2 separate regions of the Sus scrofa genome follow, and region 1 is linked to region 2. Evidence: chromatin contacts called from public HiChIP or PLAC-seq data. All regions are on one chromosome and are shown on one strand. The core of a region is the stretch at or near the end of the contact, and the rest is flanking DNA. Distances in the headings are between cores, read along the strand shown.

Region 1 (3,854 bases), core at 1,247-3,746, 130 kb after region 2:
CAAAACCTGTCAAAGGGAGGTCTTTACAGACACTGAAGACAGCAAATGTGAGCACGGCCTCCCAGCTGGCTGAGTCGAAGGCCATTTTAGAGGTGCAAGATGGGACCTGTGACTTCCAGGAACTCCCTAGAATCTGGCCTTCTCATCCTGGCTATGTGATGAGGATAACAATAGAACCAAGAGGTACCCAGTTTGCTTCCCTTGTGCTGCACCCAGCAGGCTTGCAAGCCCTATACTTGCTCAGCTTCAAGACAGAAGAAAAGGCCCAGAGTCAGTAACAGAGACATCAGCGGTTTAATGGATGGGGGAACTCAGGGGTCTGAGGCAAGGCCCCAGAGGACACCCCACCATGTGCAGCACACGGCAGTAGTCTTAGCTCCCAGGGGAAGAGGGAGATTACCAACTATAGGGAGAACTGACCTCAGGTTGACAGGTCAATTACCAGGAAAACCAGCAGAGGATCACACCCTTCACCACCCCTTTGATAAGCTATCTTGGTGAAGTTCTCATCTAAAGATTAGAACAAATACTAGTTGGAGCTGGGGCAGTAAGTAGGCATTTACTGATTAGGCTCTAAGATTAAGAGGGAAGGTCAGTTCCGTGGTCTAGTGATTAGGATTCTGTGCTTTCAAGGCTGCAGCCTAGATTCAGTCCCGGGAACTGGGATCCGTGTCATGACGAATTTGCTTAAGTAAATTTGGGGAATAAAGTTTTTTCAACCATGCAAGAAGATACAAGAGAGATATATTGCCACCGTACAGTGGCTTCCAATTTCCTACAGAGTAACAGCCAAAGTTTTTACAAGGGCGTACAAGGCCAAGGATCATTTCCTCGAGGTCTCCTAGCGCTCTGCGCTCAGCACTGGCCTCCGCCACATTGCTGAAATCCCCAAGCGCGCTCCCACCTCCAGGCCTTTGCCCTGGAGATTCCCCCTGTTCCAGGTCGCTCTTTCCCCAATACCCACATTTATCTTTCATCACCTTCCCTGCTGGGTTTTCCTATTCCTTTTCCCGTTTGTTTTATTCTTCCCTCTAAGTGCTTATCACTATTATTTTATTTATTTAGTGCTTTATTACCGTCTTCGCTACTTCCATACAGTCTTCTTCAGGGCAAGGATGACATCTATTTTCTTTCTTTTGTGAAAAAAAAATTTTATTTTATTTATATTACTCAATGAATTTATTACATTTGTAGTTGTATAATGCATTTCCATCCCAAACCTCCAGCATCCCCCTACCCAAATCTATTTTCTTGACAGTTGTATTTCCGGTACCTTGAATGGTAATATCGGTTGAATGAATGAATTATTGAATGGGGGTGATACTGAGGCCGAGAGAGTGCCAGGCTTGCCTCCTACCGCCATTTTTCGGTTGGTTCAGACACACTGAGACAGGACTACAGACACTGGGGGACGCGCGTGCAAGCAAAGTGGCTGCCTGGGAGTCCACGCGCTGCAAGTCTGAACTAGCTAGGACAACGCAACTTGCAGGCCCAGGCGCAGACCGCACCGCGTGAAGCAGCGCCGCCGCCTTGTTTCTGATGAAGGCATGCCCGCCTGAAAAGTGTACACACGCCGGGCCAGTGGCGCAATGGATAACGCGTCTGACTACGGATCAGAAGATTCCAGGTTCGACTCCTGGCTGGCTCGATGTGCGTGGTTACTTTTTACTTACCTCCTCTGCCTACCGCTGAGACGTTCGATCAAGTTAGGAAATCCTTATAAAGTGAGGTGTGCCTGGAAGTCTCGGGAGCGAGAAAGCGCCAGTTTTAACCGCAACGGGAGACGTCACTCCTTAGCAGAGCAATTCCGCGTACGGCCATGAGGTGGCGCCAGCGGGAGAAATGCGCGCGGGCCGGGTGTCACGCCCAGCTTCGCCAGTCCATTCTAACTAAAGGTAACATAGTAAACAAAGGGAAAGAAATTAAAATCTAGTTCAGACTGAGAAATGGTAGTGAAGGGGTTAAAGTCGCATTCGTTCTCCCCTATCCAGCCATTTCCGGAATAAATTATTAAGAACTCGGCTCCAGATCTATGCGCCCTACGGGCTTGGCTTTCGCATTTAATTGGCTTCTCTGATTTAGGAGAATGGTACACAGACGCCAAGTGCACGTTAACGACGGAGATTTACAGGAACGGAGCAAATGGGCAGCGGAGGCATGGGGGTGGGGAGTTCCGTAGAATGAACTACCAGTCGGGGAAAACCATCACCGCAAGGTTTCCGTAGTGTAGTGGTTATCACGTTCGCCTCACACGCGAAAGGTCCCCGGTTCGAAACCGGGCGGAAACAAACGTTTTTCTACCACCATACATTTCCTTTAAACCATTTATTTGAAAAAATCATAAATACGTTTCCCTCCTTTTCTTATCTCACTTGTCCCGGCCTGTGGTGCTGTGGCGACACTATTCAAAGTAGGTCCGGAGTCTGCGGCCCCCGGAGGCGGACACTAGTATCACGAGGGGAGAACCGGGCTGTCCCCGACTGCGACGCGAGGTGGCCCGACGCCCGCAGCCCCGGAAGCGCATCCCCGCCTTGCCTTGCCTTCCTGTTCCCGGCTGTGCCGGGCTCCGGGCGTCTCTCCACGATCGCAGGGTTCACGCCGGCCCTGCCCCAGCCGAGGGCACCTGCGCAGCAGGCCGGCAGTCGGGAGCCCCGCGCCGCTCGGACGGCCGCGAGACTCGGGTAAGCACCTCGGAAGGAGGCCTTTGCGAGCGTCTCCGGAAAATGGGGGGAGTGCGGCCGCCCTGCCTAGATTCGGGACCCTCCTGCAATCCGGCCCTCGTAGTGATGAGGTCACCTAGGGTCCCCCCCACCTCCGCCTTGCCTCCCATTCTCAAGAATAGCGGAATTCGGGAGGGGAGGGTCATTACAGGCCCTGCTGGAGTGAGAAGTCTCCAGGGAAGCTCTAGGGCAGAAAAAGGAGAAGCAAGAAGAGGATTTGAAAGCATAGGGCCCGCAGGGCTGTGGCCCTGAATAGGTCTGCCACTGGCCTGGGCTCTTTCTCCCCTCTCCTCTCCATCTTAGGCGGCCTCACCTCTGAGAATCCCCTCCTCAGTGGCCACCGAAGGGCTGAGCTTTCCACCACTTGGGCCTTCTGCTCTCCCTGTCAAAAAGAAAAAAGCATCCCAAAGTTAAGAAATAGACCAACTGTTGCATATTGCCTTGAGTCTTGAGAAAAGTCCCTGGCAATACCTGTTTTAAATCAGGACTTGGGCCCTGGTGTTTGGCCTCGTACCTCTGTTTCTGACATGGCCTGCTTCAGTGTTAATGGAAGAAAAACATTATACAATTTGTATAAAATTATATGTATGTAACACCATACAGCTTCAACATAGCCTCTAGATTTTCTTCTTAGGTGTATTATTATTACTGTTGTTGTTACTGTTTCTAAGGGTAACCAAGCCTAGTCTCTCAGATGGCAATGTTCCAGATTCCCTCAAATGACTGATATGAATGTGATGTTTTTATAACCATAAGACAAGTAAGAGCAATACTTACGTAATGAACTGTTTTCCTGGTTTTTTTTTTCTTTCTTTCTTTCTTTTTTAAACAGGCAACTTGTATAAGCATCCCTTCCCCAGCCCTGTCACTCCCTCATTTTCATACTTTCTCTGAAAGACACATGCTTTTGTCATCTTGTTGTTTCCCTTCTTAACAAGGCAATAAGTTGGACAGGTGCTCGATGCAAATTTGTCTAAGACATTTCCATTTAAAAACCCCTCTATACCACTCAGAAATACATGTGAGTTCATATGGTGCCTTCCAGGAGCAAGGGTCTCAGGGTCCTGGAGGTGTTGGGTTTTGTCCTCTCCATCTTTCTCTGAGGCCAAACCACAGGAATACTTTTTTTTTTTT
Region 2 (4,281 bases), core at 1,656-4,155:
CTTATGTTTTGTTTCCACAGGTCCATTCGCCGAAGAAAAAAAGAAAAATTCCATTCTACAAATGAAAGAAATGGCATGAAAATGAAAAAACACCTGTCACAAAACAGGTTTTGGAGATCAGGAGGTGAAAGGTAGGGACTGAGGGCCCAAGCAGTGGAGGCATGCCTCACAGGACAGATACGCCAGTGGAAAAGCCTTGCTGCCCAATGGATTTCAGTAATTTCCTTGCTCCCTAAGACCAGCTTACCACCATAACTATTTCACCTTCATTTAAAGTGTTCAAAAATGATTCTCTATGAAAAGAGAAGCCAGGGATGCCTTTACATTTCAGATATGCATACAAAATATGAGGCAGGGTATAATAGTGATCATTGACTTGCCCACTGTGTGTAAGTATCCTAAAATATCAAATTTGAAAAGCAGATGTTGGCTTGATAAAGACAATTACTTCAGCCTCTTGAAAAACAACAGAATTTGTTAAATGCCCTTACACAGGACCTGTTAAAGTGAATTCAGGGGAGTTCCCATTGTGGCTCAACGGAAACGAATTCCACTAGTATCCATGAGGATGCAGGTTCGATTCCCGTCTTCGATGAGTGGGTTAAGGATCCAGTGTTGACGTGAGCTATGGTGTAGGTCACAGAAAAGTCTCAGACCCCGAGTTGCTGTGGCTGTGGTGTAGGTCAGCAGCTGTCACTCTGATTTGACCCTTAGCCTGGGAACTTCCATATGCCTAGAGAGCGGCCCTAAAAAAAGTAACAACAACAAAAAAAATCTTTAGTGTGAACATTCATTTTCACAACTATGTGACCCTAAACTCATATGCCCAATCATGAACAAGTACATACATTTGTAGTAGCTTCCTGGCTCCCAAATACCAAGTCCCTAAGCCATGACAGCAATTGATCACTCATTTTGCCTTCAGCAGTACAAAAACTATCAAAACAGTAACATAGAAAAACTATGCATTTCCTTCCATATCCTCTGTAGTCCCTGCACCTCTGCATGTTCTTATAACTGTTTTTTGTTTGTTTGTTTTCTTTTTTCTGACTAAATGACCTAACATTGACTGAAGGTAGGGAATACAAAAAAGAATTATAAAAGAACAATGATTTAAAATGAGGATGTTCTGAGGTCCCACTGTGGCTCAGCAGGTTAAGAATCAGGCTTTGCCTCTGCAGGGGCTCCAGTCACTGCTGAGGGATGGGTCTGATCCCCTGCCCCCAAACAGTGGGTTATGATCCAGAGTTGCTTATGCTGTGGCGTAAATCGAAGCTATGGCTTGGATTAAATCCCTGGCCCAATAAAGTCCACATGCTACAAGTCCAGCAAAAAAAAAAAAAAAAAAAAAAAAAAATTTTTTTGATTAAATAAAATGAAGGTTTCAGACTCTGCTTCAGACCCATGTAGGGGTAATCATATCAGTTATATCCTGAAGGCAGTACAAGTGGAAAAAAAATTCCTTTTAATGAAAAGTTGGAAAATCACCTTTGAAACACTCTACCCCAGTACCCTACTAGTTGAAATTAAACTCTGGAGTTCCAACAAATACCCCAGGCCTAATCCAGTACATACTGGATTATAACTGTGTCCTTTGTAAAATATGGACAGCTATTTTACATGAGTTAATACTGGTGAAGCACATATAATTATATTGTCATATTATGGGCATTGTATTTAAAGCAAGGAACCCAAGTTCATAGATACCCACTATAAAATCTTTAATGTTAAGCTATTATTGGACAATTATAACAAATTATGAGTTACCAGTGTGGCTCAGCAGGTTAAGAATCCAAGTAGTATCCATGAGATGCTGGTTCGATCCCTGGTCTCACTTAGTGGCTTAAGGATCCCATGGTGCGGCAAGCTGCTGCAGAGGCCGCAGATGCAGCTCTGATCTAGCTTTGCTGTGGTTGTAGTATAGGCCAGCAGTTACAGATCCAATTCCACCCGTTTGGGAACTTCCATATGCTGCACATTTGGCCATAAAAAGAAAAAAAAAAAAAAAACAGAATACTAGAAGTTTCTAATAGTTCCTACCATATAAAATTATTTCAAATTCTTTGCTGCTCTAAAGAACAGAAATTCAAAAAACCTCTCATACTTCGATACCATGTTCTGCACTTTAAAGAATGACAGAATGTAAAAATAAAATACATGCATTTTTAAAATGCTGGAAAATCTGGATATTTAGTTCTCAATAAACAAAATGAGTGGTTTTTAAAAGAGCATCTGAGGAGCTTTGGTACTTGGTCACAGCTTTGGGGCCCTGGGACACAGCCACCTGGGCGAACTCCCAAGGCAGCAGCAGGGATGTAACCTGGATCTCCCTGAACTTGACGGCCAAGCGCTTTTGTAATGCACCAGGTGCAAAGCCTTGCCCTCACATGCTCAAAGATGTTTGACCAACGAATTCATGACGCCCACGGCCTTAGTCCAGATGCCTGGGTCAGGGTGGACCTGCTTCAGTACTTTATAAACATAGACAGAATAGCTCTCCTTATGACCCTATTTGTATTTCTTACCATCTCTATTCTGAGCCTTTGGGGGCCCTTTGGGAAACCAGGTTCACTCAAGCAAAAAGAAATTGATAAACAAAGAAAATGAGGACAATAGGTACAGCGCAAGTATTTACAGTACATAAATCCAAATGCAGAATCACAAATCTAAATTTTCATTGGGGGCCCAAGTAGACCAATAGCAACTAGTATGTAAATTAGGATTTAAAATGGCTTTTTTTAATTGGATAAAAAGCCGAACACGTGCGGGGACTCCAATACATTGCTTTACAATGCTGTTTCATTGCTATAATTTAATTCATTTTAAAAAAATCTATAAAGCCCTTAAGAAAAATGGAAATCTTTGCGTTTAGTACGAAAACTCAGGATATCCTATTATCTACCCCAGTCCAGTCCTGACCACAATGCTGTCAGGTTTCTTCTGACTTGCGCAGGACACCTCGGGTCTCGGCGAGAATCGCGAGATGCCGGCCCACTGCAGTGTTGGAAAAATTCGGTCGCCGCCATCTTTTTCAAGGTTCCGCATTGCAAATATTTTCATAACAGATGTCACCATTGGAGCCGGACTGACATTTAAAATTCATTAAAGCCAAACAGCCAAATTCCTAGGTTTTGATTTTTGATTTGTTCTTTATTTTTTAAATTAGTTTCCTTTTTTTTAATTTTCGAGCGCCGAGGCTCACACACACACCCACCCACACACACACAACCCTTGCTTGGCGCCTGCTAGTGAGCGCATCCCCGGATTCCGGTCTCACGGAAAGGCCCGCGGCCACTCCGCGAGGCAGAATGCGCCCAGGGCCTCTGGGAGGCACTCAGATTAAGTCAGCGCGTCCTTCATCCGCCACAGATATCCAGTTTTGAATTAAAACCGACATTAGAGATGCAAGGATTCCAGGATATTGAAATTTTGCTGCGTGTGCCCATGATGAAATACACAATTTTTTCCATCTTAACCGTATACCCCGGAAGACCGCTACAGTGAACTGGGTGTTTACTGTAAATGTAGAAATAGTACTCATAAAATGCTTAGATGACGGATTTTTAAACAGGGGATAAGGACTAGGACTATGATCCGGATGAAAACGGGTTAACTATGCATAAAATGGCGGTTGTTTAAAGTGTAAAGAACTTTCGCTTCCAAACGCCATTTTATGTATCCAAACAGGAGAAAGTCCAAGAATAATATGACTAATGTGTTTATACACCATCCTTGAATGTGTGAAGAATTGTCAGTAAAACTCGAAAACAGATTTTTTGTTTTTTTAAAGGGGGCTGGGCTGCTAATGGAAATTAGCCAATCGGAAATCTATCGGGGCACTTCCGGAATTTAGCAGCCGATGACTAACAGGGAATGCCCACAATCCAATCAGAGTGATTCCGTCCTGTATAAATATAGGAGCAAAATTTCCGGACAAATCTCTTTATTTAGCTGAGAAGTCATGGCTCGTACCAAGCAGACCGCTCGCAAGTCCACCGGCGGCAAGGCGCCGCGCAAGCAGCTGGCCACCAAGGCGGCCCGCAAGAGCGCGCCCGCCACCGGCGGCGTGAAGAAGCCGCACCGCTACCGGCCCGGCACGGTGGCCCTGCGCGAGATCCGGCGCTACCAGAAGTCCACGGAGCTGCTGATCCGCAAGCTGCCGTTCCAGCGGCTGGTGCGCGAGATCGCGCAGGACTTCAAGACGGACCTGCGCTTCCAGAGCTCGGCCGTGATGGCGCTGCAGGAGGCGTGCGAGGCCTACCTGGTGGGGCTCTTCGAGGA

The links. HiChIP or PLAC-seq counts read pairs in DNA pulled down with a chosen protein or histone mark.
Region 1: a contact with region 2 is called in an H3K27ac HiChIP or PLAC-seq map of alveolar macrophages. The contact joins the promoter of HMGN4 here to the promoter of LOC106504121 in region 2. A contact is called at or near these places in 2 of 5 promoter capture datasets (fetal liver and liver), 7 of 47 Hi-C or Micro-C datasets (blood, embryonic fibroblasts, heart right ventricle and 3 more) and 2 of 2 datasets of contacts at active chromatin or transcription factors (alveolar macrophages and skeletal muscle).

Annotation. Positions count from the first base shown.
Region 1 is chr7:20,996,417-21,000,270 of Sscrofa11.1, forward strand. HMGN4 (high mobility group nucleosome-binding domain-containing protein 4) reads left to right here and starts at 2,497. Exons shown (of 2, transcript XM_001928253.7): 1 at 2,497-2,681. It overlaps TRNAR-ACG (a tRNA gene), which reads left to right and starts at 1,576; the gene lies at 1,576-1,648. TRNAV-CAC (a tRNA gene) reads left to right here and starts at 2,216; the gene lies at 2,216-2,288.
Region 2 is chr7:20,869,630-20,873,910 of Sscrofa11.1, forward strand. It overlaps LOC106504121 (histone H3.1), which reads left to right and starts at 2,906. Exons shown (of 1, transcript XM_013988945.2): 1 at 2,906-4,281. The coding sequence starts at 3,962.